Linked DNA regions of Mus musculus: regions 1, 3, 4, 5, 6 and 7 are each linked to region 2. A link is a contact called in public Hi-C, HiChIP or PLAC-seq and promoter capture Hi-C data. All regions are on one chromosome and are shown on one strand. Each heading gives the region's core, a stretch centred on a gene start, on an enhancer-like site or on the middle of the called end of the contact. The rest is flanking DNA. Distances are from core to core; before and after follow the strand shown.

Region 1 (4,081 bases), core at 117-2,616, 330 kb before region 2:
CTTCTCTCCAGGGTTGCTGTTCAGCTTCACCATGCTTCTGCTTTTATTCCAGACCTAAGGCAAGCAGCAGGATTCTGGTTACAGTGGGAATGTGAGGGGCTGAGGACGGTCTGAGACAGCTCAACTGCAGCAGCATTCAACCTGGCAACAGCCATCAATCTCCCACTAGATTTCCTGACATGATTCCCATTGTCCGGGGAAACTTCATTAATCATCAGAATGTGCTAACTGCTCACCGAGTTCACCAACCCTCGAATTAGGGAGCCCCTCCCAAACCCCCAAACCCCCAAACCAAAAAACCCCCAAAACCTCAGACCTTCATTTTTTTTTTAAATGAGCTTAAAAAAAATACCAAGAAACTGTGGCTAACATATCCCTAGAGCCCCACTGGCAAGATTGTTCTTAGCACAAAAGGAAACTCCATTATTCTGGGCCCCCTGCAGTAAGATACATTTCATCTCACCACCCACATCGCTATTTTGCCTTTTCTTCACCAATCTCTAAAACACAATTAAATACAGTCAATCTCTCTCTCAAGACCCCCCTCTCTCTCTCTCTCTCTCTCTCTCTCTCTCTCTCTCTCTTTTACATAATATGTAGATTGTACACGAGACCCAGGTTTCTACATCAGAAAGAGGCTGGCTTGAACCTGATCTCCTTATTCAGCCATGAAATAGCTCCATTTCCTCAATAGCCAGGGCCTTCCTTCCTTCCTTCCTTCCTTTCTTTCTTTCTTTCTTTCTTTCTTTCTTTCTTTCTTTCTTTCTTTCTTTCTTTCTTTCTTTCTTTCTTTCTTTCTTTCTTTCTTTCCTTCTTTCTTTCCTTCCTTCCTTCCTTCCTTCCTTCCTTCCTTCCTTCCTTCCTTCCTTCCTTCCTTCCTTCTTTCTTTCTTTCTTTCTTTCTTTCTTTCTTTCTTTCTTCCTTCCTTTCTTTCTTTTCATGGAAAGTTAGCAGCCCCCATATTGCAAGATTGCCAACTAAATAAACAAATCACATTATTTCCCTCCAGTTCCCTTTGAACTCAAGGATTGATTTCACCGCACCCTCAAAAGCCCTGCACAACTGAATTTCTCCTGTCAATCCGGCTGGTGGGACGTAATTAGACAAACGGAGTTGTGGGGATGACAGGGTGGTAAGGGCTGGGAGGGTGCTGGGGAGTGGTTACAACAAAAACAAATGCCTACTTACTGTGCGGCACTGGTGGGGGTCAGAGCAGAGTCAAGCCAATATGTAGAGGAGGAGGACAAACAGGAGTCCTCCCTCCTCAGCCAGAGCGTGGTGCTGAAAAAAGCAGCCCTCGCGTGCCTGGATCCGGAGCTTCTGAGAACGAGGCGCCAGCGCGCAGAGAAGATCTGGCAGCTGCCAGCCTGCTCGCCAGCTCGCGCCTCCCACCGGGGACGGCTCCCACACCACCTGTCATCTGGCACCACCTGCTGTTTCTCATGCATGGCCACAACCCCTGCATAGGACAAACGTTTTAAAGAAAAGTGGAAGGAATTTTGGTTATTCCAAAAACAGTAATGTGGCTTATAATTTTTTTTACAATAATGTAAAATGCAATTCTTGAGTCTTTGGTGGAAACTGAAAAAGCAGGCACTTTGTTTTTTGTTTTGTTTTGTTTTGTTTTAGGAGAAGGGCTCCCCTCTTGCTAAAGCTTCCCTAACAATACTGTAAAACTCAAAACACCTGCTCTGGGTTAGAAGAGAAAGTAAACTGGTAGTTACTTTCCATTTCCTGTGCTGTTACACCTTTCTGGTCTCTTTCAAGCTACTGCCCTCTTTTGTAAACTGTGGTTTCTAACAAAGACTGGGAAATGGGGTGGCTTGCACTGTGAACACACCTGCATAAACTGCAGACAGTGCATAGACTTGACCTGTCTAAGGTCACAGAACTGGAAAAGGCCAGAACTGGGACTTGATCCCTGACTCTTGTCCCCAAAATCCATATCTAGGTCAAGACGTTAAATAACATCCAGTTTGCTGACCAGAGTAAGAAGGAGTGGAGAGGCAGTGTCAGCCGGACCAAACTGGCTGGGTGGGTCTGACACATTTTCAGCCACTCCCTGAGCCTCTGCTGCCTTGCCTTTGATGGAGGATAACAGCACTTGCAGAATGAGATGGCAGGGAGTACGGGAAGAGAATGTACCCATGGAAACACATCTGACTTGTGAGAGATGCTCTGAACGCCTATTTCAACCACAGGGATGATTGAGCCCACTGCCAGTGACTTCTCCCAGCTGTGGCTCAAATCACTGTTCATCAACAGCTGCAGTACTGACTGAGTGGTTCACTTTGATTTAAAAAATATTTGTTCTGTGTGGAAAAAAAAAAATCACCCTAGCTAGTGTCTATGTGTTACAAGGCACAGAAACGCGTGTGTCTTCTGTATTGTTCGGGCATGAAATGTGTGTAAGGGTTTTTGAGACCATGAAGGCTGTCATCTATCAGCACCACACAGGGCAGTGTTAAATGGTGATGTATATGTGTGAGAGGGAAGTATTCTAAGAAATATTGGTTTTCCTTCCCCTTCTTTCCAAAGACCTAAATGACTGCCAAATTCATGCATGGCACGAGACCAGCACAGTATAGCCAGCAACCACAGGTTCAATTGTGAACATGTATATTTCAGATCCTAACGCTGCTGCCCTAAGAGTCAAAGAAATCCCCTCTGATAGTTCATGGCTGATTGACAAGGAAAAGCCACACTTTTCAAGACAGAGGTCCCTAGAGTTCACTAAGCTCCAGAAAGCAGCTTGCCTGGAGGCAAGGAGAAGTCCAGGCTTGGTGACCTGTGAGGTTAAGACCCAAGCTGGAAGGAAGGCCATGGCTGGAATGGCATGTCTAACCTTGATGGAGAACAAGGTTGAGGGGTTCCAGATAAAATAGAATAATTGGTATTTAAAAAAAAATTGAGGATTGAAAGCAAATACTATCACATCATTTGATGAGGTTTTCAATGTACGCAACATGCAAGACATCTGTGCAGCAGAGTGCGGTGGAAAGAAACCAAGATGGTGTCGGATATGGCCTTATAGACTGCTTTAAGTGATGAAGCTTTGGGTCCAAGTAATCTGTATCAATTTAAGTATGTTTTTTGCAATCTTAAGATAGCCAAAAAGATACATAGTGTGTGTGTGTGTGTGTGTGTGTGTGTAATAATCAAAATGCAATAAACATCATCTACTGTGCAGAGGGTGGGAGAGCCGGCCTCAAGGGCATGACAGCAGGAGAGCTGGCCCTGACCCTCACTGGCTGCATCACTGGGTAAGCTGGCTGGGGCAGTGCTGGAGAGTTCGCCCTGGTGGTGTGGTGGGTGCAGGAGAACTGGCAGGCTGACCAGCTCAGCTAGCACTCAGGCCCAGATCCAGGGCAATGAGTTAGGCCACCCCAACATCTAACCCATCTATGAACTGTTGGAGTGCATGAAGGCTTTAGGATCTGGCAGATCCAAAGCTGCAGGATCTCCATGACACATGCTGGCTAGGAAGATCCACCGGTGGTCTGACTGACAGGACTGGTCTCAGCTGGGCCCTCTCTGCAGCCTGCCATGGCGGTGAGACATTCTAGGAGACAGTGCAATGGCATCCTGGAATGTCTAACTGTTCAAGAACTACAAAGGCCAGCCTGGTACAGAATGAGCTCCAGGGCATCCAAAGCTACAGAGAAAAAACCCTGTCTCAAAAAACCTAAACAACAACAACAACAACAACAAAAAAAACCCAACAAAACCAACAAACATACAAAGGAAAAGAGTTCAATAAAAGATCATGGAAAAGAGAAATTAAAAAGAGTTTCAGGAAGACAGACACACTGTGATGACACTGGGTAGAGTGTGACAGTTCATTTCCACCATCAACCTGGTTGGACTGAATAGCATCCACGGAGGCATTAATTAGTGAGGCACACCTCTGGGTGTGTCCATGGGGGGGTGGGGATCCTCCAGAGAGAATTAACTGAGGGAGGAGGACCCTTGTTGGATACCAGGGAGCACTTTCCCATGATCTGGAGTCTCTAAATGAGCAAAAGTTGCAAAGCAGAAAGCTAGCTGTGTGGAGCCAACCCCTGTCTCCCATTGGTTCCTG
Region 2 (3,955 bases), core at 403-2,902:
ACAAAGAGGACAGAAGCACCTAAGAAATCAAAACTGTCCAGGCATGGTGGCACACACCTTTTAGCCCAGCACTTGGGAGGCAGAAGCAGGCGGATCTCTGTGAGTTCAAGACCAGCCTAGTCTACAAAGCGAGTTCTAAGACTGCCAGGGTAGTTAAACAGAGAAACCCTGTCTTGAAAAAAAAAATCAAATATGATCTCTCCTATAAAATATATAAAATTTGTGTTTAGAAGAAGAAATTAAGTTTTTTTTTCCTCCCTCACTTTGTAAGACCTGCAAATGTTAGAATCCCGTGGACATTTTTTATTTACACAAAGGAATTTGATGGCCTTTTCTCCTTGGTGCAGTGACCTCTTTCCCCTTCCTCCTCTACTTCTTATGCACAAATTCTTTTCAGATAACTGAGTAAGATTGTTATGTTGGACCCTAGCCAACTGAGAAAAGACAGGATTCACCTTCCTCAGAATAAAAACCAAATGCACTTCCTGTCTAGGTGTGTTCCCTCCCCTGCCCTTTCCTGCCCCAGCAAGCCTCTTGATCAAGTAAAGTTTGCCTCATCCAGACACTTAGCTGAAATGATGGTCTCTCTTAGCAATCCAAACTTTTTTTTCTAATAGGGGCAACAGTGGGGAATTCAGTGCAGACTTGTGGGTGTAAAAGCTAGGGTATTTTACTTGTTGTAAAATGACAGCTAGCTATCAGGACCGTGGATATGTTAGGTTAAACACTGGACCACAGCACCTACTATACTTCATCTAGGTATATATATGACCACGGTAATTATTTCTGTTCTTCTATTTCTGCATCTGCACAAAGAAATAGTAGTGCCAGCTTTCAGGTAGTTGTGAACGTATTTAAAGAGTGCAGCACTATTACATCTAATTCATTCTACTTACTGGATCTACTATTAGTAATGCTGACAATATTTAATGCTAAGGCGAAAATCCACACATGCAAAAAAGACTTAACAGCAGTTTTTATTTTCTTCTTGTTATTTTACGAGTTCGTAAAATGAATCTGCATTGCTATTAATCAGGCAGAAGGGTACAAACTTTTGAACAGAAGTTTGATTAGTAGGCAGGTTAGAGAGCTTGAGAGGGTATAGGCACTTGCCACTGAGCTGGAGGATACGTGTTCGATCCCACCACTTACATCACAGGAGAGACCAGTGTGTCCCAAGTAGTCCTCTGACCTCCACATATGTGCTGTCGCACGCTCCACCGCCCCTCCCTGCCACACAAAAAGTAAAAATTAATTTTGTCAAAACAATAAGATTAACCCATTGTTAACCAAATCTCCCAGATCACATTATTTAAGGGGATCGTGGGAATGGAGCGACTGTCAAAAGCACAGGCTGCCAGGCATAAATACAGAGCTGCTGAATCACAGTCGTTAAAGGATACACTCGTAATCTTTTAATCAGTTCTGCAGGTGACCCGGAGGTCTGATTTGGGAGGGCTGCCGTGACTGGGTAGGTTCTGAGCCTACAATGCCCAAGCTGTCCCGCAAACTAGCGCGAGCGAGCCAACAGCCTGCCGGGAGTTGTAGTTTCTAACGGCCAGACACGGGCTATAAGAACATAGGTGATGGCTCCAGGAAACCAACCGTCCCACAATGCAAAGGCCGTCGGTGACGCCATTAGACGAGCGCCGGCAGCGCGGCGAGCGGGGAGCGCCTTGGTCCCCGCCGCCTCCCACCCTGCCGCCTCCGTCGCCGCCGCCTCCGTGGGCCCCTCCGTGTCTGCGCAGCTCTGCCCGCGGCTCCCGGAGGAGCAGCGGAGCGCGGGGCCCGGCGCGGGCGCGGGGTGCGGCCATGGCGGACGGTGCGGGAGCAGGCGCGGCGGGCCAGGCTTCGGGACCGTCCGGGGGCTCGAGTGGGGCCGGCGGCCCTGTCAATCCCGCTTCGCTGCCTCCGGGAGACCCGCAGCTCATCGCTCTCATAGTGGAGCAGCTCAAGAGCCGTGGGCTGTTTGACAGCTTCCGCCGGGACTGCCTGGCCGACGTGGACACTAAGGTACCTGAGCCTCGGGGGACCAAGGGGGGCGGACCATCCAGTTGCTTTGACGTGCCAGAGCCCGGAGTAAAACAAAAGGCACCTCGAGAGCCTGGCAGGGACGCGCTGCTCGGGGCACTACCGGTATCTTCTGAGTGGTGCACACCCGACACCGGAGCCCTTACCAGCTGTGATTTTTAAATCAATCAATCAATCAATCTATCTATCTATCTATCTATCTATCTATCTATCTATCTATCTATCTATCTATCTATCTATCTATCTATCTATCTATCTATCTATCTATCTATCTATCTATCTATCTATCTATCTATCTATCTATCTATCTATCTTCTGAGTGGTGCACACCCGACACTGGAGCCCTTACCAGCTGTGATTTTTAAATCAATCAATCAATCAATCTATCTATCTATCTATCTATCTATCTATCTATCTATCTATCTATTCATTTATTTATTTATTTATAGTTCTTTCGCTTTTCTGAACTTGAGGATTCTTTAATGGCTGCACACGTATACCCACTCCATACCCAAGAAACTTGTGTTTTACAACCCATGGGAAAGGTAGAGTACTTTAGAAGCTCCACCCGTTCCCTTGTTCACCTGGGAGGTGATTTTTAGCACTGGCTGGATGGGACTGCACGTTAATAGTCCCTTTCCCCAGCTGAATCATTTGCAGACTTGTTTGAGGTCAAATTGGGATAAGCTGTCGAATCAGCACCTTCTTTTTTTCCATTTAACTAATTGAAATGGAGTTAATGGCTATGTTAGATCCAGTGCCAAAGGCCAGTCTACCGTTAAACAAAATGCTAATTCACCTCATTTGGAAACTTTGGAATGTGTGTCACGGGGCAGGTATATAGTAGCCAGAACATTTCCTTTCCCATTACAAAACTTGCTTGCCAAGATTAAGGTGTGGAGCTAGGAGCCTCTTTGCTGACTGAGAGGGCTCCCCAGGGTAGTGGTTGCTCCTCATGCTGTCAGGGCTGTGAGTCACCAAGCAAGCTGGTCTAGTAGGCCTTAGCTGGGGCTCAGCTGTCAGCTACAGGCTGCTGGGGCCTGTCCTACGGCTTTGATGTGCGGTAAGGTCTTCCCTACATAGACATGTCTTAGGCCACAATCTGCACAGGTAGGCCATCCTTCCTGCTTCCATGTTCTCGTAGAGCGACCAGAGCCATGCAGACACTGACATGCCATTCACCAAGGATCGGGTGAAGAGGTACTATCTGCCTCCAGTTGGAGAGAAGGTCAGGGGCTCAGAACATTCCTTGTACTCACGAGGTAGTTTCCTAGTCTTGTTCTTAAGCTCTGAGGAAGAGGATTTAGACTAAGTGCCTCAGGCTCCTTTGAGGGTCACAGCTTTCCTGGAAACGCTTCACAGAACTCCCTTGGTTGTAGCTGTAGGGACTCTTGCTGAGGCTTGGGTGGCTGTTTCATTTGGAGGGGCCTTTCCTTGGTATACTGCCATGAACAGTCACTGTGAGTCAAGCAGACAGGAGTGTTTGCATTTTAGGGATGGAAATTACTGACACTCAGAAATCAGGTGACTTGTAAGAAGTCAGTGCTCGGCCTCAAACCCTGTTCCTTCCAGAAGCAGCTTGCATCTGTCCTTGGCCACATGGAGATAGAGGGCACCTTTGTTTCCTCTTTTAAGCCTGAAAGTCTAATGTAAAAAAATGAGGGCAGCATAGTACTAATAGGGTTTCCGCTCGTGGAGTTTCTTTAGAAGTAGATTGGCTTAAGGGCTGGAGCAAGAGCTCAGAGGTTAGGACTGTTCTTCCAGAGGTCCTGAGTTCAATTTCCAGCAACCACATGGTAGCTCATAATGAGATCTGGTGCCCTCTTCTGGCCTGCAGGCATACACACACTCTATACTTAATACACATAATAAATAATTTTTTTTAAGTAGATTGACATATATAGGCAGTGCCCTGCACTGTGCC
Region 3 (3,947 bases), core at 721-3,220, 430 kb before region 2:
CTGGACTGAATATCAGGATCCAGCTTTCTGATTCCAACCTGCAAACAAGACAAAGGATGCCCTCCGTTTTTAATAGGCACTATCATTTTTTCAGTAGCTGGGTTTTTTGTTTGTTTGTTTGTTTGTTTTGTTTTTGTTTTTTCGAGACAGGGTTTCTCTGTGTAGCGCTGGACGTCCTGGAACTCACTCTGTAGACCAGGCTGGATCTGCCTGCCTCTGCCTTCCAAGTGCTGGGATTAAAGGCATGCACCATCACTACCTGGCTTCCAGTACCTTTTGAGCTACCCACTTTGTGAGCCTCCAGGCATTTCCCCCCACTGAAGCTTCATTTCCAACCCTGAATAGTGTAATCCCCAGGTTGCTGCTGTGGGCCCAGAGTGGCCCCAGGCACGCAGCCTGAGGATTTGTGTTCTCCTATGATCACATACATTCTCAGTATACCAGGCAAGGGCTTGTCAGGCTAAAAGTTTTCTGCAACTCCTTCCCACAGCCAGACTCAAGGAGACTCACTGATGCTGCACACTTCTTTCCCAGAGTGCTGCTTCCCCAAAGCATTGATTTCTGGGGGAGAAATGCCACGCTTGATCTAACCTTTCTAGGCACTAATGAGAAGAACAGTACCCATCAGCCTGAGCCGCTGTTGGTAGCAGGAAGACCTGGACCAACACCAGCCTGCAAGGGATCATGTCAGGAGACAGAGCTGCAGGGTCAGCTGAGGATCTAGCAGCAGGTCCCTGCTTGGCTGAGTTTATTGTGTGATCTTGTCCATAGTAGCCAAACTATGACTTGAGTTCAGGTGTCCCTCAGCAGCTGAGCAGACAGGAAAGCATGGTAGGGACACACACTGGCATTTTCTTCATCCACAGAGGACAAGGAATGACAGCATCCCCAGGACAACGGACAGAACTGGAGATGAGTATATTGTGTAAGATAAGCCTGACTCAGAAAGAAAGATGCCACTGTGGAACCTGGATTTTATATACACATTACATATACGATCATGCACACGCACACACGCACACATGCATGTGCGCACGCACACACACATCATGAAAGTAAAAGGGGTCCATTTGACAAAGGAAGGAGGCTTGGAGCAGGGAGGGGGCAGGGAAGGATAATGGGGTGAAGCTGATCCAAGTTCCTGGTGTTTGCGAATGAAAGTGTCATTAAGGAAACTGTCACTTTTTATCACGAGTATTTGTTGATTTTTGTTTGTTTGGGTTTTTTTGTTTGTTTGTTTGTTTCCAGTTTTTTTTTGTTTTTGTTTTTGTTTTTTAGAATAGAGCGGTTTCCAAGAAGCAGAAAAGGATTATGTAGGGAGAAGAAAAGTGGTTACTGCCTTAGGTGAGGCCTTGGGAAAGAAGGCAGACTCCCCAGCAGAACTCAGTCTCCATGTCTGTAAAGTGGACACAGTCAGCTGTCCATGTAGTCCCTGGACTGTTACTCGAGATCAGCATGGTCACAGAGTCCAACAGCCATTTTTGTACCCTCTGGACTTTGCCGATCATCCTGTAATGTAGCCTTTACCAGGAAAACGAGCTTTGAACAGTTATGATGTCTTTTTGAGGAGTATGTGTAAGAATCTCTCAAAATCCCAATCTGAGCACAACTCTGGTGCACGGCGTTGGGTCAGGTGCTTGCCAGGGTGTGTATCTGGTGATGCAGCTCTTTGACACAAACCTGCTGCCACTGCGTCACATGATTGCCTGATAAAGCTATGGAATTGCATTTTTAACATCACCTTCTGAGGATGCTCTGTGACTTTAAGAACATTAATACCCTGATGTTGGTGGAACATTTACCTGGTGGGGAGTGGGTGAATTTTATAACCAAATAAAGAGGGGATAAATTAAGTGCCACCTGCAGTCCCTGTATGGTGAACACAGTCACAGATGAGAATGCGCCCCATGGGGACTGCAGCTGCAGCCAGCCTTCTCAGCAGCGTTCACAGCTGCCCTAGCCTAGATTCCTCTCAGCCACAGGCAGGGTGCAGTCAAGTGCTTGTGTGCACGCTGGGAGCTACACACATTTAGCCTAAACCTAGTTCCTAAAGAAGCCGGATCTGTGACCTAAGCTGGTGGCAGGCTGCTGTGCTGGAGGAATTCAGTGCCCAAGGCCTCATGCTAATGCTTTAGTGAAGCAGGTGGTCGTTTCTTCACTCACTGCTGTTCTGAGACGGCATCTGGGCAGAACTTCCAGTTGAGAGGACAGAACAAGACAAGCCTGTGCCCCACTCACAGGCAAGGGCGGCAAAGAGTCTCCATTCTCAGGGGAGAGCAGTGACCCGATGGGTTTTACTCCACAATTTAAAAATTCCATAAACCATGGCAAACAGCATAATTATGGTGTTACTGATGTTCCTGCCGTTTACTTGTGTGAAATGCTGACAGGTTTTATCTTTTGAATCTCCCTGCAATCTATTACTTAGGTCTGGCCTCATTGCCTGTTGGAAAGAGCAGGAACCTGAAGCTAAGGCTGCCAGAAAAAAAAACAAAAAACAAAAAACAAAAAAAACCCCAAAAAAAAAAAACAGGCTTCAGCAGGCTGGCAGACTAAGCTGGGGCTTTCCCTTGTAATGTTCAAGAACAGTGAAATGAGAGCACAGCCCACAGGAGGGGACCAGGGAGGGCCACAGCCCATTCGTGACTATGGCCCAAGACACTGTCATCAAATGCTTGTCTGTGGCACCAGGTGTATTTGGTAAAATCCAATCTAAAACAGAGCCATGTCTAAGCCTCTTTGCATTTCAGTTATGGGGTCATTAAAAGTAAAAACCCTCCCAGATGTAAAGGCACCTGGCACACATTCCATGTACTCTGGCTTCTAGGCTTCCAGGGGCAATGTCTGTACCACACTTCCCTGGGTTCAGCCAACAGTTGGAAAAGAACACATTCTCTCTACCTACAAGCCACCCTTTCTATCTTTGAGAAAACAGGGTATGCTGTTATAGGAAGCTAATGATCAGATCCTTCGGAGTTGAGCTGTTTGGCCCGAAGTATGGTATCAGTTGCAAGGACTGAAAACTGCACAGTATTATAATGATGGTGTTCTATCGTACTAAGTGGTAATTTCTTGCTGGAAGGAAACATAAAGATGTTTTGTAATGACACATAGAGAATGAGAGACTTAGTGGTCTGAGTCCTACAGACTCACAACCCCAGGGGTCAGTTCTTCCTTTGCAGTCTCTATAACACTGATTCTCCATTCTGTGGGTCACTACCCCTGCAGGGGGTGACATGTCAGATATCCTGTATATCAGATATTTACATTACAATTCATAACAGTAGCAAAATTACAGCTAAAAAGTAGCAATGAAATAATTTTACGGTTGGGGGTCCCCACAGCAGAATGAACTAACTGTATTGAAGGGTTGCAGCATTAGGAAGGCTGAGCACCACTGCACTAGAGAGTAACATGATTTATGATGGTAATACAGTAACATATCAGGGCCTGGTGAGGTGGCTTAGAAGCTAGGAGCACTTACTGTTCTTACAGGTTTGGTTCCCAGCACCCACATCAGGCAGCTCACAGCTGCCTGTAACTCCAGTTCAGTGGGATCCAGCACCCTCGTCTGCCCTCTGCTGGCACATAATGCCGCACATAATGAACTCATGTAGGCATGCTCACATATACGTAGCTGCCCACAGCTACACGAACTGGTTTCCTGAAAGGGAGGCTGGGGCTGTATGGGAAAGAGACAGCGAGAGAAATACAAGACTAAGACAAAGATACTGATCTTTTACTTAAGTTTACTTAAGAGTCTGAGCTTATAAAAGGGGAAAGCCCATCTCCCACCACACCAGGCTCTCATTGCTTTGTTGCTAAGCTGTTGCTTATTCAAGATGCTTCAGAAAGCAGGTCCAGCCTCTCAGCGTCTTGGAGAAAACGAGGTGGCAGAACAATAGACCTATCTAGGTCGGAAGACTCCACCCCAGGTGGGCTAGCTC
Region 4 (4,302 bases), core at 1,571-4,070, 350 kb before region 2:
TGGAAGCCTATGTAGGCTGAGCTCAGCCAAGAACATGGAGGCCACCCTAGAGGACTGGGTTCACACTGCAATTCACCCAGTCACTTCACGCCTGGCCATGGCCTGGGAACTTGAAACAGCAACAGGCCAGGCATTTTTCTGCAAGCACTGGGGATCCCTGGGAGACAGAGTGGAAATGCAGACCCAACATGACCTTGTAGAGCTCAGAGGAAGCCCTAGGCCAGCTAAGATGACCAAAAAGGCTCCTACTGCAGGTGGCTAGTGGGGCTTTTGTTCTGGTTTTGTTTGTTTTGTTGTTTATTCTACACTGTGATGAGGCCCTGAAAGTACCTTGCTGTACTCTTTGTGTCTTCTGGGAACAGGCATTGAGTCAACCCTCAGTATGTCATAAAGACAAAGAAGAAAGAGGAAGAAGAGGAAGAGAAGTCAGATGGGGCAGGGCCATGTGAGGTTCGGCAGGGATTGTGAGATGCAGGGCCACCAGATAGTTTGTTTTGTGTATTTCCTGACTGAACAACTTCAGGACAGTGCCTTACTTTTGCTGGACACCCTTTTGGAGTAGCAGCAGTATCTAGGTTGCAAGGTTGTTGGAAGGAAGATGGATAAAAGAAAGCCTAAGGATGATATGATCATTTATGACTAACGTGTTGAAAAATAACCTGCCCTGGAAAAAAAAAGGCTTTTTTGTTTTGTTTTGTGCAGACCCACCAAGTTTAACACAGGTCATTGTGTGAGCAGGGATTTAGAACACGAGTTCATCAGGAGATCACAAATGAGGAGAATGTCTACCTTGCTTAAGATATATCAGTATTGGGGCTGGAGAGATGGCTTAGTGGTTAAGAGCACTGACTGCTCTTCCAGAGGTCCTGAGTTCAATTCCCAGTAACCACATGGTGGCTCACAACCATCTGGAAAAGGATCTGATGCCTTCTTCTGGTGTGTACTCATATAGATTTAAAAAAAAATCTTAAAAAAAAATCTATCAGTATCCTATAGTTCAGTAGGGAGGTTAGGACGATGTGCCATGTGGACTCTTCTGCAATTTATGACCAACTGTTGATAGGCCTATTATTACATAGTCCACTGTAGGTGGCTATGGCTGCTGTGAGATCATGGCTGTATTGTAGGGAAGACAGCAGAGGTGGGGAGGAAGTACGAGAGGTTAAGAGTGATAGTAAACAGAAGGTACTACAGACATCCTTCTTGGTAGCAGCACATCCACAGCACCTGCCTCTTCCTCAAGATCGATACTTTCCTTCATACCAAGGCTTCCTGGAGCAACAGTACCTTCCAATCTGCTGCCATCTTCAACAGTATCAGAATCTCGCACAGCAGAACTTTCAACAGCGCTTGTATCTCCATAATATCACATTCTCCATTACACCAGAAGCTTCAGGCAGCACAAATGGCCCACACTGTCACCATCCCATAACCAGTGCCCTCCACACCACCAGGATCTTCCTTTAGAACTCATCCTTCCAAAGTGTCACTACCTTTGGTTCCACCAGCACCTTCTATAGCACCAAAATTCTTCCTGAATCTGGTGCCCTGTATGTATCAGATGCCTGTATCACCAGCTCCTCCACAGCACTAGAGCTGCCCAGAACACCACAGCCTTCTATCTGTGACACCCATTCTTCAATGCAGCATAAACCTTCCACACCACCAGCTCCTCCATAATACCAGTCCATCCATGCACCAGTGCTTCCCACAGCAGAACCACAGCTTTAACACCAGAACTTTCCAGAGCCGTGGTTCTCAGCCTGTGGGTCACAGCCCCTTTGGGAATCAGATAACCTGCATATCAGATAATTACATTGTGATTCATAACAGTAGCAAAATTATAGTTATGAAGTAGCAATGAAGTAATCTTATGATTGGGGGTCCCCACAACATGAGAAACTGCATTAGAGGGTTGTAGCATTAGGAAGGTTGAGAACTGCCATTCTAAAACATCATTATGTTCTGTAGCAGGCAGTTTAACAGCATCCCCAGCTCCCAGGGCTCAGGATGGATGGATTTGTTCCTGTTAGCCTAAGGACACTCTTCAAGCCTTTTGGAAGAACCTCTGGAGATACAGAAAAACAGGGTGCACAGGGGTGGGGTAGGGGTGAGCAGCAACTGTCCGTGCTAAGCTCTCTGAGGCTGTCTGTAAAGATGTTCCCCCAGCATCTCCACCCACAGCTCCAGGCACATCTAAGGGTGGCAGCAAGCCAAACCTCCACACACCATGGCTACTCGGCTCAGAACCTCTCCCAGCCAGCATCTTGCAAAGCTTGAACCATTGGTCCAGTCAGAGAAGCCCAATCTTCCTTTCCCAGGCAAAAATAAGTTCTATGATTCTGCTCCCACAGCAGACATACGTGGTGGGTCCCTGAGCCCCAGTGAGCTTCCTCATCTAAGACCTTCAGACTCTTCTTAATTACCACACAGCTTCCTCACCCTTTTCCCCTACCACCCTGCAACCAGCAGATGCATCCTTTACAAAGCCCAGAGGAAGCTCTCTGAAGAAAGCTGAAAACCAGGCTAATTAACACTTCAAGCTTTATATAAGCAAATGAGAATCTGCTTCATTTCCATCCCCTCCCCCCTTCTTTTTGTTCCAAAAGGCAGGGCTTGTCCCCACCCACGCCTGACAGTCAAGGCTCGCAAAGGGCTGCTAGTGAAACACAAATCTCTTCTTCCAGAACTGACTTGACCCGTGAGGATCAACTGAACAAAACTGGATTAAAGGCAGTGATCAGGCCTGAACCCGGCTTAGAGCTACTCTGTTCATTATTTTAGCTGACTCATTTCTACTACAGGCAGCATGGCTGGACAGAAAGGCCAGACAGACAGGCCCAGCTCTGACACTGGCTCTGGCTTTGACACTGGGTAACTGGGCCAGCGGACTGAATCATCTCTCTGATTAATGGGGGAGTTATACCACCTCATCCACTGGGGACTCCCAGCTCGCTCTCTCTCTCTCTCTCTCTCTCTCTCTCTCTCTCTCTCTCTCTCTCTCTCTCTCTCTCTCTCTCTCTCTCTCTCGTGTGTGTGTTTGTGTGTGTGTGTGTGTGTTTGTGCACATGTGTACAAGGCAAGCATGGTCAGGGGACAATTCTATACAGTTAACTCTCTCCCCTTATGTGTGCTCTAAGAATTGAATTTAGGTCATCTTCTGAGCCATCTTGCTAGCCTAAAAAGGTAAAGCTTAAGAATTTGTAAAATAGTCCACTATAGAGATATAGTTTTATTCGTGAAATCAAGAGAAAGGTAGGAAGTCTAACCTTGTCTAATACTTTGATTTTTATATATAGCACTACTGTTAGTATTCTTATGTGTGACTCTGTGCCTTTTATGAACGACAGAGCCAAGACAAGTCAACTTTACTCCAGGGCCCGATTTGTACATATTACCCCCATTCCCTCCTGCTTGCCCCTCATAACTTTTCCCCGCAGGTGGCTGCACACAGCAGGGGCCAGTCCCCCTCGTACTAAGTCCACATTGCACAGTGGAAAACATGGTAAGATGACAGTAAATGAGCAGTCCCCGCCTTTGCTAGAGAGCCAGCATCACACACTCAGCCACTCAAATACAGATTTAGTGCAGAGAAAGACTGTCATGTGTTCTGGTTTGGTCTAATGCTTGTATTATGTTAATTGGGTCCCCAAAATTGCACGAGAATTTGCATGTAAAACACTGAGGGTCCCTGACCTCTGTTTTGATTGGTAATTAAAGTTGCCAACAGCTAATGGTTTGACAAGGAGGCAGAGGTGGGACTTTTAGGATTCCAGAGCAAGGAACAAGGAGGGAGGAAGGGATAGCTGCTGCGCTGGGAAAGGGGCAGCTGCCATGCCTGAGGTGTGCAGGACAGCTTGCCAACATGTAAGAGCCTGGGAAGAGTGGCCTCAGGGGACCCCTGACGGGGTTTAGGGCAACAAAAATGGAATATAGATTTTAATGAGTAGTAACTCAGGAATATCGGAGGGGAGTGTGTTAGCTGTGTGGAAGTTTGGGAGTGGCTCAGCCATTGAGCTGTTTAAGGCATATTAAAATATAAGGGTGTGTGTGTGTGTGTGTGTTTCATTCAGGAACCCTGAACATTGGGGTGGGTAGCGAGAAACACTTGTGCCGTCGCTGCTGCCGGCATGCTTTGAGTAGTTAATTGGCTTCAGCAACAATGAAGGGCAGAAGGAAACCCACTCCAGTACCCAGATAACCAAGGGCAGTATCTACTTTCAGCTCGTTAGGTCTGCTTTTGCGGCTATCCACTCACTAGTCTTGTCTGGATCACTACTAATTTTTACTTGGACACTTCAG
Region 5 (3,938 bases), core at 310-2,809, 390 kb before region 2:
ACTGAGAAGATAATGAATACTGGAGGTGTGGCTCAGTGGTCAAGCACTCCCATGGCATGTTCTGGTCTGTGGGTTTGTTCCTTAGCAGTGCAAAATATGTGCACACACATGCATGCATATACATACACACAACTATACACAAACATATATACACACAGTATATGTACATATGTATATGCACACACATTCATACAGGCCCCCACATACATGTATGCACACATACATACACATCTATACATGTATTCACACAGACATGAATATATATACATACACGTGTACATGGACACATACATATATACACACATGCACATACATACATGCATCTTTTCATATACACATTTATGTAATAGATATATGCACTCATAAATGTGTAAATGTATACTATATACACATATACACACATGTGTACATAGTTTACATATACAATTACATATACAAATATATACACACATATTTAAATATATTAATATGCCCATACATAAATGTTCTGTGGAATTGCAGGTCATATCTTGCATCTCAAAAGGGATTTTAGTTGCAAATCCGGTGACATTTGAATAAAGTCTATAGTTTTATTTTTAAAAATAATCTATGTGAAGAGCTTGCTCAACATTTTTTTCAGAATACGCGACTGTGAGGCAACATTTTAATTTTACCATTAAAAATTATATTTTGAAGCTGGGCAGTGGTGGCACACGCCTTTCATCCCAGCACTTGGGAGGCAGAGGCAGGTGGGTTTCTGAGTTCAAGGCCAGCCTGGTCTACAGAGTGAGTTCCAGGACACCCAGGGCTATACAGAGAAACCCTGTCTCGAAAAAAAAAAAAAAAAAGAAAAAAATTATATTTTGATACAACTAAATGCAAGAACTAAAATTGTGCATAGAGATGGGAAATGGGTCACCCCTGGTTCTGACAGTCTGTAAATGGGACCAGGGAAGGGACCACAGCTGCAAGCTTCCAAAACACTGACAGAAAGGAGCCAGTTTTATGTTATAGGGCCTTCAAGGCAGTTAACATGTTTGGCCCACAGCAGCCCTGCTGGAGAGTGAGGTGCTTATAAATAATTCCACTTTCCAATCAGGGAAACCCAAGCACAGTGATGGCTTAGCAGTAGGAGGGATTAGTTGTGGCTACTGCAGGTAAATTGTTGAGTATCCTCACCAAATGAGGCAAATGCAATGGTGATCCCGACGTGAAGGATAAGGCAGCTGCAGTGTAGAGAAGAGCTGGCAGATACAGGCTGCTTTCCCCACTCTCAGGGATACTACAGACCCCTTGCCCCATCTTGTGCAGGCTGAAACCCAGGATCCTCAGATGAAACACACTCAGACCATCCACAGACTCTAAGCACCGTCCTTTTGATTGAAAGCAGAGAAAGACAAAGAAAGAGGAGACGCAGGAGACGCAGAGGGAGAAGCAGCAGGTTTCCAGAGGGCAACCTGGCCAGTGGAGGGCAACTGTGACCAGTTGAGCTCCTGGGTCTGTGTTCCCTGAGAGGAGACGATCCTTTCTGATGGATGAAAGGACAGGAGAGGGGCTTGGGGGGGGGGTAAATGCTGTGTTATGCTAGACTGAGTCTGATGATGGCATTGACGTTGCCAAGGAAACCAGCCTTTTCTCTCACTACTCACACCTGCTAGTTTTTTGGGCTTCTTGGGAAAAAGAAGATGAGGAGTTTATCTCTGCTTCTCCTGAGTCCCCAGTCAGATTAGGCGGGGGTGGGGGTGGGGGTGGGGGCGGGGGATGAACTGATCACAGCAGTTGGCAGTTCGGAAGAGGTGGTCTCTCAATTTTCCTGAATAATAACATGTCTCCTTAAAATAACTCTGCTGTGGTTGCCTGCTGGGATCCCGCTCTAGCACCACCATCGCCTCCCCCTGACAGGCAGCAATTATCTATTTATCCCATTCCTCTGTCCTCCAGCCTCAACTGTGAGCCTCAGGGAGCCAGGCAGTTGCCCTCTAGGCGGAGGCTTTGCATGCAGAGGATAGGGAAGAGATCTCAGGAGCTGGCTTAGGAGGATGCATTGTACCTCCCTCCTGAATTCCTCCCTGAAGCAGGAACCTGTCCTTCACTACCCAGTTCTCAGATTGACACCCACACTGAGACACCCAACCCGCTCCCAGAGACCTCACATTACCGTTCTGCACAGCGGAGGTCCCTCTCAGAAGAATTCCTGATGTTGGTAAATAGATTAAAAGGTATGCAAAGGACACAGAGGGAGTTTGTTCCACTAGCCTAGGCCCTGGCTTTATGACATTGCTGGCCCAGCAGGGCCCTGTGAAGAGGCGCTTTTCTTGACTAAACCTTTGGTTAAAGGCTTCTTCTCACCGGTAGCCACTCCCTGCTCATGCAGGCGATTGTGTCCCCTTTATTCTGATGAGAAAATTATAACTCCACCAGGAATAGCATTAGGGTCACTCCTAGTAATCAGGGCTGCCATTGTCCCCGCTCCTCCTACCGTTATATGCATTATATAGGGTCTGTCAAGGTGGATAAAGGAAAACTGTTGTTTTCTTTTTCTTCTTCCTCTTTCTTTCTTTCTTTCTTTCTTTCTTTCTTTCTTTCTTTCTTTCTTTCTTTCTTTCTTTCTCTCTCTCTCTCTCTCTCTCTCTCTCTCTCTTTCTTTCTTTCTTGCAATAGAGTTGCAAATTCATTTACAACAGAACGTTTGAACACGTGCTTGTTAAGTTTTTAGTTGACTCTGTGTAACTGAATAATGTGTCTGGTGTTTACATGTTGCCTACATAGATTCATGGCCTCTGTGAGTGGGATGCCAGCTCACAGTCCTGACTGGGCCTCACTGTTTCAAAAGATAGGCTGACTGGCCAGAACTCTGGAGTGTGAAGGGTTGTCTCTGTTGTGTTTATAAAAAGATCAAGAGAGAAAGAATTGTAGTCAGGTGTGGGGGAAGGAGGTGCCTTCCTGGGCCCATGCTGAGGCATCCCTTCCCTCTGAGGGACCAGCCACAAGATGGTATAGTATAGAATAGAGTTTATTCAAGGCATGGGGAGGGGAGTTAAGAAGGTAGTAGAGACAGAAAAAGGCACACAGAGAGAGAGAGAGAAAGGGAAGGGAAGAGGAGGGGAGGGGAGGAGAGAGAAGAGAAGAGAAGAGAAGAGAAGAGAAGAGAAGAGAAGAGAAGAGAAGAGAAGAGAAGAGAAGAGAAGAGAAGAGAAGAGAAGAGAAGAGAAGAGAAGAGAAGTAGAGGCCAGCCATGACCATAAGGAGAGAGAGGGAGCAAACAGCTTCTTCTTTTTTTTTTTTTTTTTCGTTTTTGGATTTTGGAGACACAGTTTTTCTACGTAGCCCTGGCTGTTCTGGAACACACTCTGTATACCTGGCCGGTCTGGAACTCAGAAATCTGCCTGCCTCTGTCTCCCAAGTGCTGGGATTAAAGGCCTGCACCACCACTGCCCAGCAAGCAGCCTCTTTTACAGTTAGTCAGGCACACCTGGCTGTTGCCAGGTAACTGTGGGGCGGAGCTTAGACAAAATGCCAACAGTCTCTGCTCTTCCATTAGCAGTTTGCACAGCACCCGAGGGCAAGGGCTGAGGGCAAGGGCTGTGCTGTCTTCTTTCTCTCTTCCAGCCACGCATGTGGGTCAGAACCCCCAGTTCAGCAATCAGGGTAGATTGCCTGTTTCCAACTGTATCCAGTCAGTCCTGATCTCCTCCCCAAACAGCTTGCCATCCCAGGCAGGAAGATGTGTGGGCACAAACCACAACCCCAGAGCACAGTGCAGAGATGTGCGGCTGTTGCTGATGGAACAGTTAAGACGGGACCCAAATGCGTGGGTTGCAATCACAGCTCTGCCGCTTTGCCACATCACCTCAAACACAGCTTCACTGATGTTTGTGCACTTGAGACGGAAGTGGTAGTGACAGTCGATGGCAGTGATATCGAAGGTAGGGGTGGCTCCCTCTTGGAACTGGTGAGCG
Region 6 (4,203 bases), core at 1,560-4,059, 420 kb before region 2:
TAGGCTTTCTCCTAATGAGCCGTTTCTAATTTCCCAATGGAAGGCCTTCCTGTGCTCCAGCCATGGACTGGACTAAGGACTCTTGCCTGCGTGGGAACCTCTCTCCCGCTGCCCTCTCTCCCATATCCCTGGGGCCAAGTGTGTCACCCCAGGGCCCCTGGTATCCGGGGCTGCCCCTTGTTGCCCCCCCCCCCCCATCGAGTGGGGTCAGTGGCTTAGATGCCCTCCCGGAGCCAAGTGGAAAGTGTCTGGCAGTCCTCCTGAGTCTGCCTGCCCAGAGCACAGGAGGAACTCTGGTCAGACGTGGGCTATCCTCCCTCCCCCCTCCTTCCCCTACCCCTCTTCAGGCCCACAAAAGGGGGCTATTTTTAAAGTCACCAGACTATGGCCAGGAGTGTGGAAGGATTTTCAAAATCTGTTGAAATATGTTTGATGTAGAACTGCTGATTTAAAATTCCATACTGTGGTAATGAAGGGCCGTGCTGACGGGTCACAAACATGGTCTTTGCCAGAGGTGTCAATGGGAATATGTCACCAAAGAACTGGCTTCTTCAGAACCAAGGAGATATATTCAAAACAGTTTAAAAAATATTAAAGTGATTTTTTTTGTCCGTGTAAATATGTCTGGTGTAGTAAATGATGGGACCTGGATATTGTAAGTTGAAGAGAGAGACTCATAAGATAAATAGACAATGGCATGATAGCAACCCCAAACTCATGTTTAGTGAAGTGTCATTTTAAAGCTTGTGCAGAAATTCAGGCACAAAACCTTTAAAAGGGGACCATGGTGTGCATTGCATCAAGACTGAACTTCATAAAAGCTTTATGAAGGTTGAAATCATCTCCTGCCCAGGACTACGCCACAGTCAGGTCATGTTGACTATGGTGACATTTGCTCTTCAGAGTTAGGATGATGCAGTGGAGGCCCAGTGTTGGAAAGATCTTATAATTTGTGACAGGCTATGGAGTCATTTATGGTTTCAAAACCAAAATCTGTCCAGAACTTGACAATGAAAATCAGCTTACAGATTTAACATTTTTAGTGGATCTAACTGCTTATTTACATGAATTTAACATTTGTCTTTAAGGTGACAAACAAATTACCAACACAGTATTTCAAATCATAACAGCCCCCAAAGAGAATGAATGAAAATACCACAAGGATGAAAGGAATTTATGAATTTTAGCAAATCGTCTAAACCCTGAACAGCAAAAAATATGTAGCCCTTCCTAATTTGATGCAAGATCTTCAAAACAGATTTGAAGATTTCTGGGGAAATAATTGTCCTGATATTTCTGTGACATTGTTTTCTGTCAGCCTCAGTAGCCATCTGTCAGTTTTCTGATGGGAGTCATAGAATCTGATGTTTGGCTTAAAGGAGAACTTGACTTGGACTGCCATAGACTTTACCGATAGCCCCTCTTTACAATTACACTTCTTTCATGCCCGTTTTAGGAGTGCTTACATAAACTAGAATGTTTGATGTGCCCTTGACAGCTCCCTGAGTATTGCAACAGCTTCCTCACACCAGATACTGACACACAAGTATCTCAAATACAATGTCAAACATCCCATTAGGGTTTGTGTTTTTTTAAACATTAAAATTTATTTATTTATTTATGGAGATGTGGGGGAGGTCTCTTTATGTAGTCCTGCTGACCTGGAACTTGGTAAATAGACCAGGCTGGCCTCAAACTCAGAGAGATCTTCCTGCCTCTGCCTCCTAAGTGCTGGAATTAAAAGTGTGTGGCGCTATGCCTGGCTCTCGCACTAGTCTTATCTTGACCTCAGAGCAGGACAGAAGAGCCAGGAAACTTGGGCTTGGATCTCACAAGTTGGGACACCTTGGGTAAGCTCCTTCCTGTCTTTGTATCTCAAGCACCTCACCTATAAAATAGGCTAATGGCAAGAGAGAGTGTCCCCAGCATACTTGGCCCATAATAGAGGAAGATCAGATATCAAAGAAGTGTTCACCTCAAGTGTCAGATCAAAGGTCCCAGGAGGCATTCATAAACTAAACGTCTACTTCTCAGACATTCACCCAGGAGGGATCTATTGTGTTTCCCCTATCTGCCAGGCTGGGACAGTGTAATATGGTGAAGCAGGGTTGAACTTCATGGACAGAGGAGTTAGTTATGCGAATGGGCAGAAAGAAATTCAAAAGCCGGGAGGTTCACAGAGGGCTGCGGTGGGCGGCAGTGGGGTGGGTGTTGACTGAAGCCTGGAGGGGAGTGGGGGACCTGTGATGAGGACAGCAAGAGCAGGACACTTAGAGAAAAGGCAGCAGATGCAGAATGAGGGAGAAGCAGTGTGAACGAAGGTGTAAACAACCCTCTGGGGTCCCATAGCACTGAGTCTCATATAGGACGGTCTAGCCTACTCACACAGACAGTGGGCTGCGGCAGGAACACATGATCTGGTTTACGTTTAAAGCATTGCAATGGACAATGGGTGAAGCAGGGAGGACATCAAAGCCCAGCTTCCCCTCCTCTCTGAAGTCACATGCATGTAGATTTATTCCTTGGCACCACAACCACTTTCCTCCCTACATCCTGAGGTTGTTATTGGTAAAACAACAGTCATCAGGAGCATGCACCTTGGGGCTGTTATGGAATGAGTGGCCTCTTTGTCCCACCACACAAACATTGTACCCTGGTACTGACATCATCTCATCTCATTTTTACAGCCATTTCCAAGTCAACACTATCAGCAGCTTCAGAATAGGCAGCCAATGAAACCAAGGCCTCCTAGGATTAGTGCCGTAGCCCAGTTGCCTAGCAACAACACCCACATCTGCATCACTGCAGAGCCAGACTACAGCAGGCATTAAAACAAAGGCAGAAAGGAGTTACAGCCAGTCTCTGGGAGTGGGGCTTTCCTGCAGGCATCGATCAGATATATCCAACATTTAGTTCTAGAGGGGGCCCAGTCCCCAGCTCCTCAGTGGGACCTAGATTCCTCACAATTCCTTTAGGTCCAAGAAGGGTTGACTGGGCATGTATTAGGTACTCACAGTTTTCAGGACGCTGCTGATTCCCAGTTTACAGCCAGGACTGATGATGCTCAGGGAGATTAATATTCAAAGTTCAAATCCATTCACAGATGAGGAAGTAGATGCCCAGAGGGCAAGAGCTATGCCCAAGATCCCTTGGGATACCCAGTGGAGACAGGGCATAAACTAGCTCTACCTGATACAAAAGCTACTTCAAAGAGAAACTTCTATAACAAACACTCTGTCTTTCTCTCTATCTCAGGCACATCCATAAAGTAAGTGTTGGTTGTGGCAGGAGTTGAGCATATGCCCCGAAGCCACAAGCCCTGGTTTTTGGAGAAGACATATTTTTTCTCTGCATTTCAGAGCCTTGGAGCCTTGGGGAGATTTCAAGAGGACCAGCTTTGCTCAGAATACTGACATATTGTGGCAACCGGATGATGCCAGTTCTACTGCCACCCATATCTGTACCGAGGCCTCTAGGCCTGAGCAAAGTCAAAGGCCTGGTGTGAGAGAAGCCCCTCAGAGTCATTTCTGAGTAACTCCAGGATTTGCCCCACTGAGTCTCCAAGGCCCAGAGCACAGGGAAGCAGACCTTATTTAAACAGATCTGTTTGGCCAATACCAGCTTCTCCAGCCTGGAGGCAGCTGTCTGTGGCTGGGAGCCAAACAGTAGCCCCTCAGAGGGTTACCACAGCCTAGTTTCTGTAGCTCTTTGTCCTGGGTCCCTTCAGTGCAGTGACAGTCTGTACAGATGTTAGGTCTAGCCCTGAGTGTGGCTGAGAGTGTCAGGTCAAGGGGCCATATCAAGCCAGGAGACCCAGGAGAAATACCTGGGCATGTGTTTGATATTGTAAGGCAGTATGCAGACAGAGGGCCTAGGTAAGCTGGAAGGACTGTGATCCCATGAGTGCAGAGCTGAAGTGGGGACCACAGAGGCTGCAGATCCTGCCTCCCATCCCATAATCTTTATTCTCTTTCTTTGTACATCTACTGCTTGAGAACTTGGCACCTCCTCACAGAGCCATTTCTGGAACTCAGATTCTGGAATTGGAACCCAAAATGACAGATCAACTTTGGGACCCTGACCAGCCTTTCAGGGCCACAGGTCCCAGCCACCTTTTCCAGGAACCGCTCAAGGTCTCGCGGAGCCTCAGAGGCTCAAGTGCAATCGCTGTCTGGGGATGTGCTTTTGAAGGTGAGGGTTATT
Region 7 (4,155 bases), core at 680-3,179, 440 kb after region 2:
TCAGACCTGAGTAGCATGACACATATAACAAATGCATAGGTTGATTGGGCTCTTATAGGTTCTTGGGAGTAGTAGCTACCTGCACATCTCAGCCCAACAAGGGAGCATCAGATCACATCACATACATCTGGTAGAAGAAATGAGTAAAATCTGAAATTTGCACTATAAATACAAACAACTGACATGTAATATTTGCATTATTATTATTGTTTGATATTAAAGAATTAAATATTTGAAGTTTAATATTTTTAAGATGCTCAGTATTCTGAAAAATATATTATTTTGAACTATCAAAACTGAAAACTTCAGTTTTGGAAAGATAACTTTTTATAGCAAAGTTCTAAACCAGAAAAATAGTAGTGAACAAGGATAGCAGACTTCAGCACTGAATTCATAGTGAACTTCCTTCATGGGTGACACTTTATTATGTTTTTAAATTTTATTTTACTTTTTACTTATTCACTTTACATCCAGCTCACTTCCTGCCTCCCTGTCACCCCGCCCCATCCCCATCCCTTTCTCCTCTGAGTCAATGTGGGCCCCTTGAGTATCCACCAACCCTGGCACTTCAAGTCTCTGTGAGATAGGTGCTTCCTCTCCCACTGAGGCTAGATAAGACAGCCAGGCTAGAAGAATATATCCCCCATACAGGCAACATCTTTGGGGATAACCTTGTTCCAGTTGTTTGGGACCTACATTGAAACCAAGCTTCACATCTCCTGTGTAAGTGTGGGGAGGCCCTTTTATATTCTTTGGTTGGTGGTACAGACTCTGAGTGCCCCAAGGGTCCAGGTTAGTTGATTCTGTTGGTCTTCCTATGGAATTTCTATCCCCTTAGTGGCTGCAATCCTTCCTCCTATTGTTCAGTAAGAGTCCTCAAGTTCCATACATTGTTTGCCTGTGAGTGTCTGCATCTGTCTGAGTCAGCTACTGGCTGGAGCCTCTCAGAGGACAACATGCCTGCAAGCATAACAGAATATCATTAATAGTGTCAGGGATTGGTGTTTGCCCATGGGATGGATCTCAAGTTGGGCCTATTGCTATTATTAAGGAGATTAATATTATTATTAAGGATATAGATCTCAAAGGAAGGTGAAAATTAGCATTTACAAAGTTGACACTGACAGGCAATGGTTCTCCACCAAGTGATTCTACTATTGCTTATATCCATATTCTAAATTTCAGGGGAGAAATTTTAAATACAGAAATGAGAAAGGTGTAACTTTTGCATCATATTATATAGTAAGTATATCTAAGACATTTAGACAGCATATTCCATATTCATGGGGTGATCACTAATGCTCAATTCTGTGTCAGCCACTTAGAAACTGGATAGGTGGTTTTCTTGCTTTTTACTCAAACAGCTCATTAATTTTCACAATTCTCAAAAAGCTGAATGATGAGTTAATCAGATTCCAATTTCTCTTATTTACTATTTCCAAGATAAATAATGGAATGAATAAGCTGATTTATAAACCCTGGCTATTCCTTGGAAACTTTTTTCCACTACAAACTTTAATATGCATTTTGTGAGATGTAGAAGAAATACCATTGCATGAATTTATTAAGCCATTTGGCAGATGGACAAATATTGTTTTTCATTTTATGAACCTAAAAGTAAGCTCAAAAATTAAGTTATATCAAGCATTACTCCACTCTAAACTTACAGTCATTCTTACATTTCTCATATGAATGGAAGGAACCAGGTATCAGAGGTATATCTCTACAGTGACGTATTTCCTCCAGCCATGCCCAACCTCCCAGACTTTCTACAAAATAGTGCCACCATTTGCTGGTCAAACCTTCAACAGATAAATGAGCCTATGGGCAACGATTCATACTCAGAATGTAACACCCTTTGTCTACTCTTCTGTTCTATCTGGGCAGGAGCAGAGATCTTTATCCAGTCTACTGATTGAAATGCTAATCTCTGCCATAAACACTCCCCTCCACATAAACAGAAAAAGAAAGAAAGTGAGTAGAAAGGAAAAGTATCAGCTCTGGCTCCCCATGATCAAGTTCTCAGCACAGAGAAGATTGATTTGCCCCAGAGGGACAGGGGGAGGAAATAAAAGACCAAGAGGAGATAGAGGACTGGAAGACAGGGAAGGGAACCAGGCAGAGGGGGAAGTGGTATTTTGACAAGGTCCTGCCTCAGCACCAGGAGGGTTCTGAGAAAGGCAAGAATGGCTTCAGATATTCCGTCTATTCACTGGTGATCCTTTATTCTTCAACTGAGTTTCATGATATATTGAATAATAAGAATCAGAAAGTGTAGTCTCCCCTCCCCCAGACTGAAACCTGCTTGCTCAGGGGTGGAGCTTCCCGCTCAATCTTTCTGCCACGCCCACTGCTGGAACCTGCCGCTTTGCTGTTTGGAGCCATCACGTGATCACCCTGCTACTGGACTCCAAGATTATTTGGCGGGAATTGGGCCCCTCCCTCTTCCTTCATAATGGAGTGCCGAAATAGTAAAAATTGAACCTTGAGCAGAGACCTTTGTCTTGGTTCCTTCCTTATCTCGTGCCGCCTAGCCCCTCTTCTCTTCCAGGTTTCCAAAATGCCTTTCCAGGCTAGAACCCAGGTTGTGATCTACTGGCCAGACACAACAAGAAAGTGCCTGAACACGGTCTTTTATGTACTAAAGCTACATCATCAAGGCTTTGGCCATTGTTAATAATTATTAAAAAAATCTTCAATTTATATAAACTCTATGAGTCCCAGATCAAAAGCCCCAACCCCCGTTTCCTTAGAGCAAAACCAAGCACAAAACAAAAGCACATTGTCTTACAGGTTTATAGTCTGCTATTTACGGGTAGCTGGACACAGCTCTTCTAGTTTTCTGGTACAGCAGTCTTTAGTAAGAACATCCATCTAAGAATAAAAAATATAACAAACTACTAAAAAAATGATTCCTTACAAAGTTTTACTTTTATGTAAGTAAAACAGTAAACAGTTTCTCTAATATATTTTCAGGCATTGTTATCTTCAATTCTTCAATTAGCTAGAAAAACAGAGTACTAACTTTTACATGCTTCTACATCATCTTGTAATTCTCTAATCTTCATCTACCTCTCCTAGCAATTCCATAGCCTCATGTACTCTTCTTTTAATACTATTTATTCCTGAATCATATATAAATTCTTCTTTTTCTAGTCATACCTTTTCCTCTTGAAATCACTCTAACTCTTTATCCCTGGTATCTCTAAATTCATCCTGGCTAATCAATGCAGCAGTCATTGGAGGGGAGGGTACATGTATTTCCTTATGATTCCAAATTCAAGGCCAATTCTGGCAATGAACCTTTTCCAAAAAAAAAAAAAAAAAAAAAAACCATGTAAGCTTTTTATGACATTTATAGTTATATTGTCTAGATCCTTTCCCATGACCCTGCAGGCCAAGTAGACGGCATGTTTCTCTTCCTCCACAGCTGCATGACCATCTCCATTCCTCATTCCTGAAAACTGCACATGTTTCATTTACTATGGCATGATTGCCATGGTATGGCATAATTAGTAATGAGGAAGAATATTCCCCAGAAAGAAAGATTGAAAGTAGAGTAGAAAAGACAGAAGATCAACTTTGGGGCAACAGCTATCATCAGTACATGTGTGGATCATGGGATCAATGGCCTGGTGGTGCTAAAGGGGCAGGAGCTATGTCACACCTCCCCTTACATAGCCATGCCAGACCCAGCAGTATTTCTCCAGCAGTAGAATAAAGAACTGCCTCCGGATAGAGATGAGACAAGCATGGCACATAAAAGAAATGGCAGTTTATAAAAGTACAAGGGGGAAAACCATTGTTAGGATGAGGCCTTAATTTTTATTGGCTGTGTTAATTAGGTGAGCCAAAGGGGGCTTTTGATTGCTGGACTTCAATACTTTGATAGTTGGACTGGAGAAGTAGTATGACTCAGGAGGAGGAAGTGACCAAATAAGGGAATGGACCTTGGTTGCTAACTTTTGAATGTAACCTAACAGTTTTTAGTAGAGAAGAAGGTATGGGATAGCAGGGCAAAGGCTGCCAGATCCATGACCTTCGCACGCAAATAATATTTTACGAGTTATCTGGGCAGCCTTTAACTTTGTCCACTTAACATCAAAGCTCTGTTTTTTAGTTTATGTTCAGTTTGTTAAAGTATACTCATCTAAT

What was found. Promoter capture Hi-C pulls out the DNA fragments that hold promoters and counts their contacts. A called contact is a pair of places that touch in the nucleus more often than the background predicts. HiChIP or PLAC-seq counts read pairs in DNA pulled down with a chosen protein or histone mark.
Region 1: a contact with region 2 is called in an H3K4me3 HiChIP or PLAC-seq map of forebrain, with 7 times the contacts expected there. The contact joins the promoter of Nsg2 here to the promoter of Bod1 in region 2. A contact is called at or near these places in 20 of 39 promoter capture datasets (the 3T3-L1 cell line, the C10 cell line, the HPC-7 cell line and 12 more), 1 of 15 datasets of contacts at CTCF or cohesin (CD8 T cells), 15 of 484 Hi-C or Micro-C datasets (CD4 T cells, CD8 T cells, DN3 thymocytes and 11 more), 25 of 115 datasets of contacts at active chromatin or transcription factors (T-cell acute lymphoblastic leukemia, bone marrow-derived macrophages, craniofacial prominence and 15 more) and 5 of 9 other capture datasets (adipose tissue, embryonic stem cells, liver and 2 more).
Region 3: a Hi-C map of the N1E-115 cell line shows a contact between it and region 2, with 4 times the contacts expected there. The contact joins the enhancer-like site here to the promoter of Bod1 in region 2. A contact is called at or near these places in 12 of 39 promoter capture datasets (3T3-L1-derived adipocytes, cranial neural crest, embryonic stem cells and 7 more), 3 of 15 datasets of contacts at CTCF or cohesin (the NIH/3T3 cell line, pro-B cells and stem cell-derived epiblast-like cells), 15 of 484 Hi-C or Micro-C datasets (the CH12 cell line, the N1E-115 cell line, bone marrow-derived macrophages and 7 more), 24 of 115 datasets of contacts at active chromatin or transcription factors (Th17 cells, bone marrow-derived macrophages, differentiating embryonic stem cells and 12 more) and 2 of 9 other capture datasets (embryonic stem cells and liver).
Region 4: a promoter capture Hi-C map of the HPC-7 cell line shows a contact between it and region 2, with 7 times the contacts expected there. The contact joins the enhancer-like site here to the promoter of Bod1 in region 2. A contact is called at or near these places in 13 of 39 promoter capture datasets (the 3T3-L1 cell line, the HPC-7 cell line, cranial neural crest and 7 more), 2 of 484 Hi-C or Micro-C datasets (granulocyte-monocyte progenitors and megakaryocyte progenitors), 8 of 115 datasets of contacts at active chromatin or transcription factors (craniofacial prominence, embryonic forebrain, embryonic midbrain and 3 more) and 3 of 9 other capture datasets (adipose tissue, embryonic stem cells and liver).
Region 5: an H3K4me3 HiChIP or PLAC-seq map of forebrain shows a contact between it and region 2, with 5 times the contacts expected there. The contact joins the enhancer-like site here to the promoter of Bod1 in region 2. A contact is called at or near these places in 12 of 39 promoter capture datasets (the 3T3-L1 cell line, the HPC-7 cell line, cranial neural crest and 4 more), 3 of 484 Hi-C or Micro-C datasets (CD4 T cells, CD8 T cells and the CH12 cell line), 8 of 115 datasets of contacts at active chromatin or transcription factors (bone marrow-derived macrophages, double positive thymocytes, embryonic forebrain and 3 more) and 2 of 9 other capture datasets (embryonic stem cells and macrophages).
Region 6: a contact with region 2 is called in an H3K4me3 HiChIP or PLAC-seq map of embryonic forebrain, with 5 times the contacts expected there. The contact joins the enhancer-like site here to the promoter of Bod1 in region 2. A contact is called at or near these places in 12 of 39 promoter capture datasets (the 3T3-L1 cell line, the C10 cell line, the HPC-7 cell line and 8 more), 1 of 15 datasets of contacts at CTCF or cohesin (the NIH/3T3 cell line), 1 of 484 Hi-C or Micro-C datasets (bone marrow-derived macrophages), 9 of 115 datasets of contacts at active chromatin or transcription factors (embryonic forebrain, embryonic hindbrain, embryonic stem cells and 4 more) and 1 of 9 other capture datasets (embryonic stem cells).
Region 7: a promoter capture Hi-C map of trophoblast stem cells shows a contact between it and region 2, with 4 times the contacts expected there. The contact joins the enhancer-like site here to the promoter of Bod1 in region 2. A contact is called at or near these places in 7 of 39 promoter capture datasets (the 3T3-L1 cell line, cranial neural crest, hippocampal neurons and 3 more), 1 of 15 datasets of contacts at CTCF or cohesin (the NIH/3T3 cell line), 1 of 484 Hi-C or Micro-C datasets (neurons), 1 of 115 datasets of contacts at active chromatin or transcription factors (fibro-adipogenic progenitors) and 1 of 9 other capture datasets (embryonic stem cells).

What each region holds. Positions count from the first base shown.
Region 1 is chr11:31,997,704-32,001,784 of GRCm38.p6, reverse strand. Nsg2 (neuron specific gene family member 2) reads right to left here and starts at 1,366. Exons shown (of 5, transcript NM_008741.4): 1 at 1,189-1,366; 2 at 1-54. The coding sequence starts at 33.
Region 2 is chr11:31,669,559-31,673,513 of GRCm38.p6, reverse strand. Bod1 (biorientation of chromosomes in cell division 1) reads left to right here and starts at 1,652. Exons shown (of 4, transcript NM_001024919.1): 1 at 1,652-2,013. The coding sequence starts at 1,813.
Region 3 is chr11:32,104,559-32,108,505 of GRCm38.p6, reverse strand. No RefSeq gene overlaps it. Among named protein-coding and RNA genes, the nearest start is that of Gm12108, 5.3 kb to the right of the region's middle. Within about 2 kb of position 1,970, at least 60 of the 459 cell types and tissues checked have an H3K27ac peak or open chromatin away from gene starts, as enhancers often do. A contact at or near this core is called in the CH12 cell line, the N1E-115 cell line, cerebral cortex and 6 more, where this site is marked.
Region 4 is chr11:32,018,654-32,022,955 of GRCm38.p6, reverse strand. The region is part of intron 3 of Nsg2 (neuron specific gene family member 2); the gene reads right to left. Among named protein-coding and RNA genes, the nearest start is that of Nsg2, 20 kb to the right of the region's middle. Within about 2 kb of position 2,820, at least 141 of the 459 cell types and tissues checked have an H3K27ac peak or open chromatin away from gene starts, as enhancers often do. A contact at or near this core is called in the HPC-7 cell line, embryonic forebrain, hematopoietic stem and progenitor cells and 6 more, where this site is marked.
Region 5 is chr11:32,061,987-32,065,924 of GRCm38.p6, reverse strand. No RefSeq gene overlaps it. Among named protein-coding and RNA genes, the nearest start is that of Gm12108, 37 kb to the left of the region's middle. Within about 2 kb of position 1,559, at least 24 of the 459 cell types and tissues checked have an H3K27ac peak or open chromatin away from gene starts, as enhancers often do. A contact at or near this core is called in embryonic forebrain and forebrain, where this site is marked.
Region 6 is chr11:32,086,172-32,090,374 of GRCm38.p6, reverse strand. No RefSeq gene overlaps it. Among named protein-coding and RNA genes, the nearest start is that of Gm12108, 13 kb to the left of the region's middle. Within about 2 kb of position 2,809, at least 100 of the 459 cell types and tissues checked have an H3K27ac peak or open chromatin away from gene starts, as enhancers often do. A contact at or near this core is called in embryonic forebrain, forebrain and hippocampal neurons, where this site is marked.
Region 7 is chr11:31,234,320-31,238,474 of GRCm38.p6, reverse strand. No RefSeq gene overlaps it. Among named protein-coding and RNA genes, the nearest start is that of Gm40822, 67 kb to the right of the region's middle. Within about 2 kb of position 1,929, at least 3 of the 459 cell types and tissues checked have an H3K27ac peak or open chromatin away from gene starts, as enhancers often do. A contact at or near this core is called in trophoblast stem cells, where this site is marked.